Regions from separate parts of the Mus musculus genome. Here region 1 is linked to region 2. A link is a contact called in public HiChIP or PLAC-seq data. All regions are on one chromosome and are shown on one strand. Each heading gives the region's core, a stretch centred on a gene start, on an enhancer-like site or on the middle of the called end of the contact. The rest is flanking DNA. Distances are from core to core; before and after follow the strand shown.

Region 1 (6,879 bases), core at 3,018-5,517, 42 kb before region 2:
AAGTGGAGAAACATAGGGTCAAAGACAGATTGGGGTTTATTCAACACCTGACAACCAGCTTCCAGAGCCAAGGTTACAGTAAACTAATCTCCTATGCCCCCTAGTGGCAGAGCTGCCTCACTGCCTGCCTGTTTATCTTCAGCGTTAAGAACCAATCACTCTTGCACTCTTGAAGTTTGGAATTTTTGCTAGAAGGAAGGGTTTCTCTGTCTCTAGAACCATTGCCTTGTAAATATGTATCTAGTGTCTCTCTTGTGGTCTGATACATAGAAACAGTGTAGATTTGCAAACCATGTGATATTCAAACTTATCGAGGAGCCCAAGCAGAGCAAGACAGATTCTGTGTTTATTGGACTTTATTAGTTTTTATTTTATTTTAGACAAGGTCTCCATATGTAGCTTTGGCTCTCCTGGAACTTGCAATGTAGACCAGGCTGACCTTGAACTCCTAGAGATCCTTTTACTTCTGAGTCCTGAGTGCTAAGGCTAAAGAGTGTGCCACCACGAGCAGCAGGGGTTTTTATTTCTGTGGGTGATCACCTGCACATATGCCCGTGTGCCATGGGACCAGAGGATGGCGTTAGACTCCCTATAACAAGTTACAAGACAGCCATGAGCTGTCATATGGATACTGGGACTAAAACCCAGGTCTTCTTCAAGGGCAGCAAGTGCTCTTAACCGTTGAGCCTTCTCTCCAGCCCTCCCTGTTGTTATTTCTTTGATCCGTAGTCTATAGGTATTTATTTCTGGTGCTAAGAATTAAATCCAGGACCCTATGCACGCTGCTAAACACACACTCTACAGTGCCACCCTTATGTCTGTATAGCCCAGGCTAGCCTCAAGATTTCCCATCCTGTTCAGCCTCTTAAACACTGGGATTACAGATGTCCACTGCCATACATGGCTCAACTAGTTTTTAGTTTAATTTTTTTTTTTTTTAAAGAACAAGCTGCCGCCGGGCAGTGGTGGTGCATGCCTTTAATCCCAGCACTTGGGAGGCAGAGGCAGGTGGATTTCTGAGTTCGAGGCCAGCCTGGTCTACAAAGTGAGTTCCAGGACAGCCAGGGCTACACAGAGAAACCCTGTCTTGAAAAACCAAAAAAAAAAAAAGAACAAGCTGCCTTTGATCATGTTCCATTTTTCAGAATAGTACCGTTACCTATGCTATTTAATGTTTCCACCAGCCATGTCTGGGCCACACGTGGTTCTATCTCACCCAGGTTCCTCTCTCTCCACCCCCATGCCTTTGTGGTGGGTTGGAAGGAGGCTGCTGCAGGGCTTTTCCTGGGTCACACGGTTCTTGATGTTCCTGTAAAGGCTACTGCTTCTCCCTCCCTGTCTACTTCCCTTCCCCCTCCCCTTGTTCCTCCCATTTTTTCTCTTTTCTTTTGTCTCACCCCCTTTTTTTTTGTTGTTGTTGTTTGGAGACAGTACAATGTAGCCCAGGTTGGCCTCGAACTTAACAGTCTTTCTGCCTCAGAGCCCATGGTGCTGAGGTGACAGCTGTGTACTCTCAAGCCTGGTCTTTCCTTCTTGGGAATAGCTTCCCTGGTCTTTCCAGTTTACGGCTGTTTGGGATGTTAAGAAGTGTCTGAACTTCTCTGCCTCCTCTCTAGGACCTTTGGAAAGTGCCATCGGCTGTTTAAGGAGCCCAGCTTCCATCTCTGTCCCTTTCCTTATGGGTCTCTGATGTGCATTTCCAAGCCCCTCCCTCTCTGTGTCTGGAAATCCCCACTGACAGTGACAGGCCAGAACTCATGACCTATGATTTCATGCCAAGGGGGAAGTAACAGTAAAGGAGAAGGCAGGGATGCACTCTTGTGGTTTCTTTCCTAGAGTCCACTCAGAGTAGAGGCCCTGCACAGTGCCTGGAAGATCTGGGTGGGAGGTTTGAAATGGAACGAAGTGAGAGATGGTGGCTCACCTGGTAGTTCAGCCACTAGCGCGGGCCCTAGACCAGAATTGTAATTCCTTCATTTGTTAGCTGGTGACTGGAGGAAGGCTCTTAGTCTTCCTAGGTTTGTCTCACTAACCAGTGACTAAGAGTAGGCATGACAATAACCTCAAATGCCTCAGCATAGGCCCTGACATATAGTTAGGTGCTTAGCTCTGTTACTAGGGTGGCCAGATCTGGGCACCCTACTGGATGTCTGAAAAAAAAAAAAAGTCACAACAACCTTCGATGCAAGGGCCAGAGGGGGACACTTAGGGGAGGGAGAGGAGAAACATGGGGGATGTCAGGAGGACTTCCTGTGGGAAAATGGGTTCTGAGTAGTAAGTAAGGAGACCTGGGAACTGGTGCTGGAGGATAGCAGACAGCAAAGGGAAGCGCACCAAGAAGGACCTACCTAGCACATGATTAAGCAGCAAAGAATTGTGGGATATTAAGTGCTGAATAGAAAACAAACCAAGGGCCGGGCATGGTAATCCCAGCACTTGGGAGGCAGAGGCAGGCGGATTTCTGAGTTCCAGGCGAGCCTGGTCTACACACAGAAACCCTGTCTCGAAAAACCAAAAACCAAAACCACCACCACCACCACCAACAACAACAACAAAAAACCCATGGGGACTAAAGCAAGGTTCTGTGGTTAAGAACACTCACTGCTCTTGTAGAGGACTTCTGTCCAATTCCCAGCACCTACCTGGCATCTCACAGGCATTACTAACTCTAGCTCTAGGGGATCTGACGAGCTCTTCTGACTTCTTCAGGCTCTAGGCACACAGGAGAAAGAGAGGGGGAGAGGGAGGAAGCACTGGAGATAGCAGTACCGAGGCCCTGTGTGCTGGCTTAGAAAGGAAGTGTGACCTTGGCAAGGGCAAGGAGTTGGAGAGAGACAGGGTGAAGGCGTGGGGGCAAGAGTGAAGATTCCTCTTTTCAAAAGTCAGAATGGAGCAAGAGAGGGTGGAGGAAGGGCTAAAGCTGCTCTCAGTAACGTCCTCTCTGAAACAAGACAAAGGCTCTTCTACGGGCCAGTTTAAAGGGTGGTAGACTGGATTCAGCCAAGGTGGGAAGGGGACACAGGGAGTTTTCTGCTGTGAAATGTAGGACTGAGAAGGTAGCAGGATGGGAAGGTGTCTCTATTGCCTGCATGGAGAAGTTGAGGTATTAGCATTGAGACCACTTGGAGAACCCACTGGTCTTAGAATGTGACCTTGAGTTTCAAGGGAGGTCTAGGCTAGGTCGTGGCTGCTCAGGAGGGAAGGGTAAAGGAAACTAGGCAGCCTGAGTTGATAGGTAGAAGGAAGGCAGGCAGCTGGGGTGCGTAAGCTGCTACAAGGGTATCTGGAGGGCAGAGGTAGCCTTAGCCACTCCATTGCTGGGGAAACCAGTCCTCCATCAGTGGTCTAGAAAGGAGGCCTGGCACAGGTAGGCCTTGCATGGGTGCTAGAAGGGCAATCAGGTCTTTCTGAGACTTTCAGAAATCTGGGTTACCTTTCACAGGTGTCAATGCTGAAAGCCCATCAAGCAGGGTGCTTTTAACCCCCTGCACTCAAGAGGCAGACAAGACGGAACTGGTCTACATGGCAAATTCCAGCTTAACCAGAACTTCACAGTGAAACCCCGTTTCAAAAATAAAGTAGAAAAATAAATAGAAAAACAGCCATGCCTACGTCTTTGTGGGCAGACAGCTATACAAGAGGGGGTCAGGTGAGGGACCCACAACCACCACCGGAATTAAAGGGAATACGGTGGGCCTGAATCTGCAGGAGCCTAGGTATGGAAGAAGGTGACTACAGAACACCTAGGGCTGTTGCACTTTAAAGCCCGGAGAGGTGGGGCGTGGTATTCCTGGGGGTTGGCGGAGACAGCGAAGCCCAACACGAGGGATTTCTTCTGTTATAAGTTCTGTAGTGCTGCTAGATGTCACTACTTTAACCTGAGTCTTATGCAGCAGGAGTGCCTGAGGTCCGTGAGCAGTGAACACAGGGAAAACGAACACGGGTACTCGAACACCGGTGAGTTCTGCGCAGCCGCAGTGAAGGTGGGCTAGCGTTCGCTCCACCCTGTATGCTAATATGAGCGCTACGGCTCCGCCCCGGGGGACCGATGATCCCAAAACCCGTAGGGTTCGAGAAGACGACTGCGTGGAGCCGCGGGCCAGCGAAGACCCAGGCAAGGCTGAGCGTTGGGCCCCGGGCCCCGAGGACTGGTGCCAGGGCCCATAAATTGTCCAAGGGCTGCCGGCGAGCCTGGAGCCTCGCTCCCCCACCGGCGCAAAGTGGTACAGCCCGTGGGGGCGGGGACAGATCATGTGACGCGAGCGCGGCCGCCATCTTGCTTTGCGGTGCTGGTATTTAGAGCGCAGCGCCTGACTGGCGGGGTCGCCTTCCCATCCGCTGCCTCGACGATCTTCGCTTGCCTCCTCGCTCGCTGTCCCGTTGTCCTAGCTCGCCGCCGCCCGCTGAGCTTGTCTTTTCCCTGCTTGCAGACATGGCTGACATCAAGAACAACCCCGAATATTCTTCGTTTTTCGGTGTCATGGGCGCCTCGTCCGCCATGGTCTTCAGCGGTGAGCATCGCTGCAGGAGGAGCAGGGGATGCCGAAGCGATGCGGGACTCTAGACCGCTGCTCACTGGGGGTTGGGCGTGACGTCACTCTGACGTCATTCCCAGCTATGTGGGTGTCGGGCCTTACGGGCGCAGGTTTGGGGGGGTGGTGGGGACTGATGGATTTGTGGAGCACGGGGCTTGATCCGGCTGCGGGTCTTATCAGCCCGCCTCCTGTGCCTCGCTTCTGTGGGGGTGGGGCGGCAGTGTGGCTGCCATCTTAGTCCTGGGAAGTAGGAATGAGGGTGGGGTGGGGGGCGCGGGGGGCGGCGCGCGATGCTGTGCCCCCTCGCATTCTGCAGGCAGGTGTGACATCACATCTTGAAAGGCGCCAGTCCGTAGGCGGGGGCAGGCCCAGGACGGGAGTCCCTGGCCTCTTGGCTGGAGGGAGCCTGGGTCCCCGCTAAGGTTCACAAGCCCTGCTTTTATGGCGGCCCAGCTGCCCGGGGTCAGGTGGGTCTCTACCCTGGGTGAGGCAGGTGTTTCCGGTTGAGGCTTGTCTCGGTTTCCCAATAGTTCAGTCATCGGTGTGGGTTGGTTAGGAAAACTGGACTGAGGGGTTGGTCCTGGGAACCTGCAAGGACTCCGGTTAGAGCTTATGGAAGTGGGTTTGGCCTAGGTAGGAGCACTTTAGTGGATGGCTGCTGGGGATCTGGGCTTTGAGGTGGGTGGGAGGGCGGCATTAGAGTGCCTGCATTTACACGATTACATCTTTGATCTTCAGCCCTGGACCTAATGAATGGATGAGTGAATGAATGACCTTCCTCTTCTAGGGGGGTGAGGGGCTGGAACTGGGCGACGCTTCCGTGCCCAGAAAAGGAAAAGCCTAGCAAGGTTCTTGATGGCATCTTGCTTTTGAAGTTGGGCCTTGACAATTCTTCAGTGTCAAATTTTAGTGAAAATTGGCCTTCCTGGGAGAAAAGCTTTGGGCCAGACCCAAGAATGTGGGATTGAGGGAGGTAAGTCACAGCCCCTGGCCGGGGACTGGTCTGGCCTGGGCCTCCCCTGGAAGGTCTGGTCTTTGGCTTAACTGACCTCGCCCTGCCCCACCCTACCTGGCAAATGGAGAGGCTGGTTCTCTGTGCAGGTACTTGGTGAGTTTGGACTCCAAACAGTGTCTGTTGACTGTAAACACCTGTAGGGTGCAGATTGGGGTAGAGGGTTGTCTGTCAGTGGTGACCTCCCCTGCCTGGACCTGTCAGGTGCTGCTGAGAGAGCCCTGCTGTACCCACAGCATTAGAGTAAGTGGTCATTTGTGGTGGGAGATGTGGCCTGGACTTCTCCTTCCCTCCTCTCCCACCACGACTCTTCTCCCCACACTTCAGGTCTCCTTAGAGAAAGCTGCCAAGCATGTTTTTCTGCTCTTTGCACCCAGAATAATGTGTCCATAGGTTCCCCTGTTTTAGCCACCTATGATTAATTTTTGTCACTCATTCATAAATTAATCCAGCAAATCTTTCTTGAGTCCATACTGTTTCCCAGATAGTGGAGGAGTCTCAGGGAACACAGCAATATATCCCTGACCATGTGGGTGTCATGCTCTGGTTGTCACGATGGCTCCTGCAACTCCAAATTTCTCCACAGTTCTTTTTCTGCACCCAGCTTCTAGGATCTCTTGTATGAAGACCTTGCATGTGCTAAAGCTGGCCAACAGGTGTGTCTGCACTATTGCAAGCTGACCTCGGCTTTCCTTGTCTGATCCTTCACACCAGCGTCTCACAGTCCTGTGGGGGTTAGCCTCTTACTTGTCCAGCTGAATCACCTTCTGACTTCTTTTTTTTCCTTTTAGGCATGCTATTCTGTACAATGTCTTGTCCTCCCATTACGTAAAGAAATCCTTCCAGCCTCTGATGTTGCTGCTGGGAGAATTCCAAGCTTCGTCTCAGTGACTGACCCTTGGTCTCCCTTGGACTTAACTAACCAAGTTTTCAGACCATTGTTCTTTAACGCATCCTTGAGGCCTCCGTTTCATGCTAACAATCTAACTTCCCTTTTTTTCCCTTATGACAAATATCCTGTTCTTTCCTCATCATGTTCTCCATGAAACTGCCAGTTACTTCTTTTCTGTATTTTCTGTGACTTCCTCCCTGTATTTGTTGATTTCCTGGAAGTGCCTCCAGACCATGCTGTATTAAATTAGCATTCTCAGCAGGTCTCCCTTCTGCAGCCTATCATGCTTGCTCTTCTGGGTAGCTGCTACTGTCTGGGCCTGGGCTAAATTTTTTTCCTCCTTTTGCCCTGATCTCCGACAGTGTCCCTGTTTTCCATCCTCTATCTTCTTGTCACCCATCCTCAGCTCCATGATCTATACTTTGGGGAAGGACCTGACT
Region 2 (7,759 bases), core at 1,207-3,706:
TCCAGCACTCAGGAGGCAGAGGCAGAAATCTTGTGAATTCAAGGCCAGTCTGGTGGTCTGTCTACAAAGTGAGTTCCAGGACAGGAACTGTTACACAGAGAAACCCTGTCAAAAAATGAATGAACAAACAAACAAAAACCAACAAAACACAAAAGAAAAGAAAAAAAAGAAATTCATACTGGAACAGGAGAGATGGTTTAGCAGTTTAGTACTTTTCTGAAGGACCCAAGTTCAGTTTTTGGCATAGGCATACATGCAAGCCAAACACACACACACACACACACACACACACACACACACACACACACACACAAATAAATAAAAATAAAGTGAGAAAAAAATTCATACCAAGCCTTTAATCCCACATCTCTGGAGGTAGGAGGATCATGAGTTGGAGTCTAGCCTGGGCTATATAGATTCCCTACCCTCCCACCAAATAAAACTAAACCAAACTTACACTAAACCCTTTCTTTCTATTTCAGATTATTTTCTTTCAGTAATCCTATATTCAAATATTTATTGAATATTGACCCAAAGTGTTTACAAGTTCTATAAGTTTATGCAAAACTAGCATGATAGTTACCTCACAAAAATCATTAGTATTATTTGAATTTTAAATTACATTTATTTATTTTGTACATGTGTGTTTGATTTCTCAAACATGTTAATGTGGAAAGAGAGGACAGATTCTACCAAGTTGTCCTTTGATCCTATATAAATAGAAATTATATGTAGAGCTGAGCACTGGTGTTCATGTCTTTAATCCAAGCAGGGAGACAGGTACATAGATTTCTGTAGGTTCAAGGACAGCTGATCTATACATACCTATTTCCAGGACATTCAGGGTTACAGAGAGACCCTGTCTCAAAAACTAAATGAATAAACTTTATTTTGAAATACTTAGTTACAATAAACACTTGACTCAGCTTGCCTGGTTGTGGATACCTTTCAAAACCAGGTTGTTAGCATAGGACAGCACTACTGGAGGAACTTAAGACATATTTGGGACTTCTGTACTTCTCCCTAGAATGCTATGTTGCGTTTAGCTGTCAATGCCTCTTGCATCCCTCTGATCCTGTGACTTTTCTTATTTTTCATGATTTTTTATTTTTTGTGGGAGAGAATACTGGTTAAATATTTTATAGAATGCCCCATGATTTAGATTTGTCTGATGTTTTTTTTTTAAGGTTTATTTGTTTGTTTATATGAGTGCTTTGTCTACATGTATGCCTGCAGACATATATCTTCTGATGTCAGAAAAGGGCATCAGAATCCACTGTAGATGGTCATAATTCACCATGAGTCACCATGTGGTTGTTTGGAACTGAACTCAGGACTCCAGAAGAGCAGAACAACCAATGCTGTTAAACACTGAGCCAGCTTTCCAGTCCAGTCTGATGTCTTCTTTTTTCTTTTCTTTTTTCTTTTTTTAAAAAATTATTTATTTAATATATATGAGTGTTCTATCTTCATGTACACCTGCATGCTAGAAGAGGGCATCTGATTACATTTATAGATAGATGTAAGCCACTATGTGTTTGCTGGGAATTGAACTCAGATCCTCTGGAAGAGCAGCCACTGCTCTTAACCTCTGAGTCATCTCCAGCCCCCATCTGATGTTTTCAGTGTGATGGTTATAAGGAACCCTATCGAATCAAGATGCCTCCTGCATCCTGTTGTAGTTCATGATACCTGCATGACTCATCATTCATGATGTTAGATGAAGTTCATTGTACTTTACTAAAATTAAGCCTGTGGTCCATGATGCTTTCAATGTGTGTCATGTAATGTAGTTTGTTTGTTTGTTTGTTTGTTTGTTTTGGAAGGGACTTTCCTGCTTATCCAGTCAAATCCTTCTAGATGAAAGATACTGGAGATTTGTAGAGTTCCTGACTGGTAGAGGTTGGAGCTGGCCTATAATACAGACTCTCCAGACAGTCACTATCTACAGGCTTAAACACCTCTAGGATCCATCCAAATAGTGGACTCCTTCTTGACAGGACTTGTTTCTCTTAAAAAAATTTTTTTTTTTTTTAAAGTTGGGCATGGTAGCATACACTTTTAGTCCCCAGCACTCTGGAGGCAGAGGCAGGCCTTGAGTTTGAGGCCAGCTTAGTCTAAATAGTGAGTTCCAGGACAGCCAGGGCTATGAAGAGAGGTCTTGTTTTGTTTTTTGTTTTGTTTTGTTTTTAAATCAAACAATAACAAACTAAGGTTTAAGTTACTTGTATGTATTTATTTTACTTATGTGGGTATGGGCGTGTGCACAGTACATGTGAAGGTCAGAGGACAACTTCCGGGAGTCATTTCTTTCCTTCTACCAGATGTGTCCCAGGAACTGAAGTCAATTGAAAGGAAAAGTTAAAGTGCCTTTGCCTGCTGACCCACCTTACTAGTCTGAGACTGTTTTTGTTTAAATCAGGGCTAGACCCCTGTTTCCTACTGCATTTGGAGATGGTGCTTTGTATCATCCTTCTGCACACGGCAAGCAACACTTGCTGCTTTCTCAGCAGGGAGTCTGTCTTGGTTTTTGTGATCTTTGTGGTTAGCTTTGAAACCTCAAATTTGTTTTCAGGTAAAACTACTGTACCATTTATTGTATGACCTTTGCCTTGAGTCACATACAAATGTGAGGGCTGTTTGAGGCTTTTAATTAAAAATATGTATTTCTAAAGACAATTTTGCTAAGTAGAGCAGGTTAACTTAGACTCACTATTGTAGTCCAAGCTGGTTGTGAGCTTAAGATCCTTCTTCCGTTTCTGAGTTCATGTGACACCATGTCCAACTTAAATGTTTGTTTTCAGACTTGATCTTTTTATTTTGTCCATGTTTTCCTTAAACTCACAGTTGTGCTGCCTCAGCTTTCCAGTAGCTGTAATTACAACACATGCCACTATGTCAGCCTCTTTGTAGTTTTTTTTTAGATTGAACCAAGACTGGAATTTCTTCAGGTACAAAACTTGGAAGACAGCAGGCATATCAGACAAGTCAGGGCTTTGGCTTGTTTGTCTCAGTCTACAGCAATGGCTCACAACCTTCCTAATGCTGTGACTCTAGTCTGTTCCTCATGTTGTGGTGACCCCAACCATAAAATTATTTCCATTGCTACTTTACAACTGTAATTTTGCTACTGTTGTGACTTGTTTTATAAATATTTGATATGCAAGATATCTGATATGTGAACCCTGTAAAAGGGTCATTTGACCCCCAAAAGGCTTATGACCCACAGATTGAAGTGATTAGTAGATAGTAGAAAGGTAGAAATGAAGGGTTGGGGTGATGGCTCAGTCAGGAAAGTACCTGTCACTTTAGCATAAGGACTTGAGTTCTGAACCCTTGCATCCATGTAAATGCCAGGTAAGCACCTGTGACCCCAGTGCTGGGTAGCTGGAGACAGGCCAATACCTGTAGCTCATTGTCAGCCCGCCCACTCAGTTGTTGACCTCCAGGTTTAGTGGAAAAACTGTCTCAAAAAATGCTGTTGAGAAGTGATTGAGGAAGACACCGGATGACAACCTCTGACTTCGTGTATCCCCACATGCATCCATATTTACACACAACACACATAAAGGTAGGGTGGATAAGAAGATAAGATAGACCAGCACTGCATATAATGGGGAGGTACTTTGAGGAAAGGGTGACATTATTTTCTGGATGCTGATAACTGGGATCTTCACCAACAGTGGCTGATAGGCAGAGAGGGTCAGAGGACCTCTGGTTTGTTGAAACCTGTGGTTAGGTACTTAGAATTAGCTGCAAGAATGTGGAATCCCAGGCTGTCCTTTTATTCCTTTTTCTGGTGACAGCAATTCTAAATTGGTAGAGGTGTGTGTGTCATACTTGTATAGAAAGATCTACAAATGTTTCTGTGCATGTTGAGAATGTTTTGAAATTCTCCTCTGGACTTAGCCATGCATAGTGACACTGTTTTGCTTGGTTATTGATTTCAGTGAGAACCTCTTTATCCAGAAGGTGGAGCCCAGCAGGAAGATGGTTAGGGATAAAAACTGAGCTCTTGATTGATTCTGCTAGAGGGGATTCCTGTCCAATGGCCTTCACCCACTTGGTTGAATAGTATTTTGGGGACTGGTTTTGTTATTCTCCTATTTTTTAAAAGATTTATTTATTATTTATATGTAAGTACACTGTATCTGTCTTCAGACACACCAGTAGAGGGCATCAGATGTCATTATAGATGGTTGTAAGCCACCATGTGGTTGCTGGAATTTGAACTCAGGACCTTCATAAGAACAGTCAGTGCTCTTAACCACTGAGCCATCTCTCCAGCCCCATTATTCTCCTATTTTAAGCACAGAATAGCTTCTAAGTAAAAATAAAAGTTTGACTCAATCCAGCATTTTCCTTTTAGGGTCTTTCAAATGTAATAGTCATAGTAGTATGGTTGTACATGTATACATGGGAAATGCTGGGTAAACACAGTGTCTTCAGGGCTCTGGAACTTTATGATAGACCTTGTTTAGGTCCCAAAGAATCTTGCACCTTGCTTGGAGAGATGCTGTTGATGGTAATGGATAATCCATACCTTCTGGGATAGAATTGAAGAACACTAGGAGGGGAGGGTATAGTGAGTCAATGTGAGTGGATAGAAGCAGTCTAACTGCAGCAGTGATATGGCTGGAGGAGCTGAGAGACCTTAGCTCGTCAGATCATAGACTACCTTGTTGAATAAGGCTGGGACACTAGGGGAATGCCTGCCTGCGCGCGCATGAGCGAGAGAGAGAGAGAGAGAGAGAGAGAGAGAGAGAGAGAGAGAGAGAGAGAGTGTGTGTGTGTGTGTGTGCACTCTCACACATCCCGACACACACACACTTTGAAGCCTTGCAGGAAGGTTCTTTCTGCATAACAAATATTCATATGTTCATCTTAGCATTTGACTTGGAGTCCTGCAGGCCAAGGTTCTTGAAAGGAACTAGGGCTAAAGCTGGAGGCTGATTACAAAGTGCCAGGGGCAGATCTCTTGTCTGGAAGGGAAGTACACTGTGCCTTGCAGGCCCTGAAACAACATTCTGATTCTCCAACTAGATTGTGGTGAGAGACATTTGTTGAATGAATTTAATTCCCAAGGAAAGATTCATGTTTAAGTGGCGGATAATATGATTTCAGATTAGAAACACAGTTATTCTTAGTTGTCAACTTCAATGAGAGTTAATTAATTTTAGCAAAGGAAAAGCAAGAACCTGTTGCTATTATTGTTTTCTGGTTAAGAATAGGTTGCACTTAGTAAAGCTTCTAAATAGATGTTCTAAATTTTACCCAAGATATTTTGACGGTGAAATGGGATTTTTGTAAAAGTTTATTTTATTTATTTTATGTGTATGACTGTTCTCATGTGTGTATGTGTACCACATGTATGCCTGTTGCCTACAGAGGCCAGATGAGGGTTTTGGATTCCCTGGAACTGATGTTACAAATGATTATGAGGCACCATGTCCATGTTAGGAACTGAATGTGGATTTTGTGTAAGAGCAAATGCTCTTACTCACTGATTTCTCCAGGCCTGGAAATGGAATTTTAAGTCCACAGGTTGGATTATCATGCTATTTCTAAAACAGTTCTCATAATTACTGATTTCTTCCTGTTCTGTACACAAATCTGCATTCTGAAGGTACTAGTTCATTTATCTGTTCTTTAGCAAATATCACTTAGTGTTTAATCACTCATTACAAAAGAAATTAATGAACAAATGACTGAATGAATGAACCTGGAAGTCCAAAAGGCTTTTGAGACCTCATGTTTTCTCATTGATAAGGTTCTTCAGAAACTCATGTCTGTTCCCACCAAGACCACCTGCCCACATCTTCTCCTCTCTAGAGCCTGTTCTGGTGGTTGTTCCTGCTGCTCCAGAGCATTCTTTATCCTTTGTAGCAGTTAAGGTTAAAAGTTGTTCAGGTTAAGAGTTAGTCTGTCCTTTCCTCAGAAATCATCACTGTTAACTCATTGGTAGGTTGTTGTGTACTGGATGTTGTTTTGTCTTGTTTCCCCCCAAAGTTGCACATGGATAAAAAAAAATTCTCCTTAGAGTGGCTGTATAATTGATGAACCCTCCTTCCTTCTTTTGAAAAAGGGCCTTACTATAAACTGTTGGCTTGACTGGAACTCTGTATTTAGACCAGGCTGGTCTTGAATTCAGAGATCTACCTGCCTCTGCCTCCTGAGTTTTGGGATTTGTTGGGGGTCTGGAGTTGTCTCACAAACCACATGAACACCAATCTCAGTCAGACAGGGATGGTTTATTGAACACATACCTAAAGATTGATCAACAAGGGCAACAGCTAAAAGCTTTGAGCTGAATATTTCTCAGGGCCAGCTTATAGAGGCCAAAACCACAAAACTACAATGAGCTCATACACAGGTGCTAGAAGTGCTACCTGGTGGTCAGCCCTGACTCAAGCCATTTTAGAAATAACAGTTGGAGCTGGAGAGATGGCTCAGTGGTTAAAAGCACTGCTGCTCTACCAGAGGTCCTGAGTTCAATTCCAGCAACCACATGGTGGCTCACAACCATCTGTAATGGGATCCGGTGCACTCTTCTACTGTGTGTCTGAAGACAGCTGCAGTGTACTCATATAAATAAAAAATAAATAAATCTTTTTTTAAAAAAAGAAGTAACAGTTCAGATTGACCGTTGATGGGTCCTATGTGAAGCCGATAGTTGTGAAATTTCTTAAGATTAACAAACCTCAGAACACAACAGGGTATGTATGTGGTCAACCTGACCCTGTTCTGTGTCAGTGACTGGCAGGCATATTACCGTAACAATATGAAATAGCTGACAGGCATGGAACAAAATGACTATAGCTATGCTAGGGAAGTAGCCTTCAATAGGATTAAAGGCATGGGCTGTCATGACTGACCTGATTTTTTTTTTTTTCCTTTTAAATACCTGAGAACCATCTTGTTCAGGAACATCACTACCCAAGCCTCTCTCGTTGGGCAGACCAGGCTGCCCATGCATGGTTAACTTGCTACCTACCAGGTATTTAGGGACTGAGGTGCTTTACCAATGTATGGTTCTACAGTTAGCAAAAATAAGCCTTTATGTACCTAGAAATTAGTCTCTACCAGAGGGTTAGTGAAGCTACTGTCTGAAGCTCCAGAAAACTTCTGATATGTGACTTGAGATAAGGCAGAGAAGAAACCCGCCAATTATTTGTTTTCTTTTGCCTTCATATTTGTTTGTATCAGTGTGTTTGCTGATCAAATGTTTGTTACGTTTAGCAATTTTGAGCTGCTTCATAGATTGATAATTTCTTAAAACACTCAGCAGAGCAATGTGTTGCATTCTTCTATTGAGTCTGGTTTTGGTGGACACAGGAGTAGTTTGCCAACATGTATGTCTATGTATTACATGCATGTTTGGTACCCTCAGAGGCCAGAAGAGGGCAACAGATCCCCTAGACCTGGAGTTAGGTGGTTGTGAGCCAGCATATGGGTGCTGGGAACCAAGCCTGTATCCTAAAAATGCATCCAGTTCTCTTAAGTGGTGAGCCATCTTTTCATTCCCATGACCCTCTGTATTTTCATCTAAGAATGAATATGTCACCAGGCATGGTAGTGCATGCCTTTAATCTTAGCACTTGGGAGACAGAGGCAGGTAGATCTCTGTGTGTTCTAGGACAGCCAGGCTTACAAAGAGAAAAACCCTGCTTCAAAAAACCAAATCAAACCAAAACCAAACCAAACCAAAGAAACAAAAAAAAGTATCTCATTAATTTTCCATGAATTTCTATTTAAATTT

Evidence for each region. HiChIP or PLAC-seq counts read pairs in DNA pulled down with a chosen protein or histone mark.
Region 1: a contact with region 2 is called in an H3K27ac HiChIP or PLAC-seq map of CD8 T cells, with 11 times the contacts expected there. The contact joins the promoter of Atp6v0c here to the enhancer-like site in region 2. A contact is called at or near these places in 5 of 39 promoter capture datasets (the C10 cell line, the HPC-7 cell line, cranial neural crest and 2 more), 3 of 15 datasets of contacts at CTCF or cohesin (CD8 T cells, the NIH/3T3 cell line and embryonic stem cells), 4 of 484 Hi-C or Micro-C datasets (the MNK3 cell line and embryonic stem cells), 10 of 115 datasets of contacts at active chromatin or transcription factors (CD8 T cells, the HPC-7 cell line, the SCID.adh cell line and 4 more) and 3 of 9 other capture datasets (adipose tissue, liver and pancreatic islet).

What each region holds. Positions count from the first base shown.
Region 1 is chr17:24,166,838-24,173,716 of GRCm38.p6, reverse strand. Atp6v0c (ATPase, H+ transporting, lysosomal V0 subunit C) reads left to right here and starts at 4,267. Exons shown (of 3, transcript NM_009729.4): 1 at 4,267-4,511. The coding sequence starts at 4,433.
Region 2 is chr17:24,121,683-24,129,441 of GRCm38.p6, reverse strand. The region is part of intron 1 of Pdpk1 (3-phosphoinositide dependent protein kinase 1); the gene reads left to right. Among named protein-coding and RNA genes, the nearest start is that of Gm33409, 16 kb to the left of the region's middle. Within about 2 kb of position 2,456, at least 29 of the 459 cell types and tissues checked have an H3K27ac peak or open chromatin away from gene starts, as enhancers often do. A contact at or near this core is called in CD8 T cells, the MNK3 cell line and the SCID.adh cell line, where this site is marked.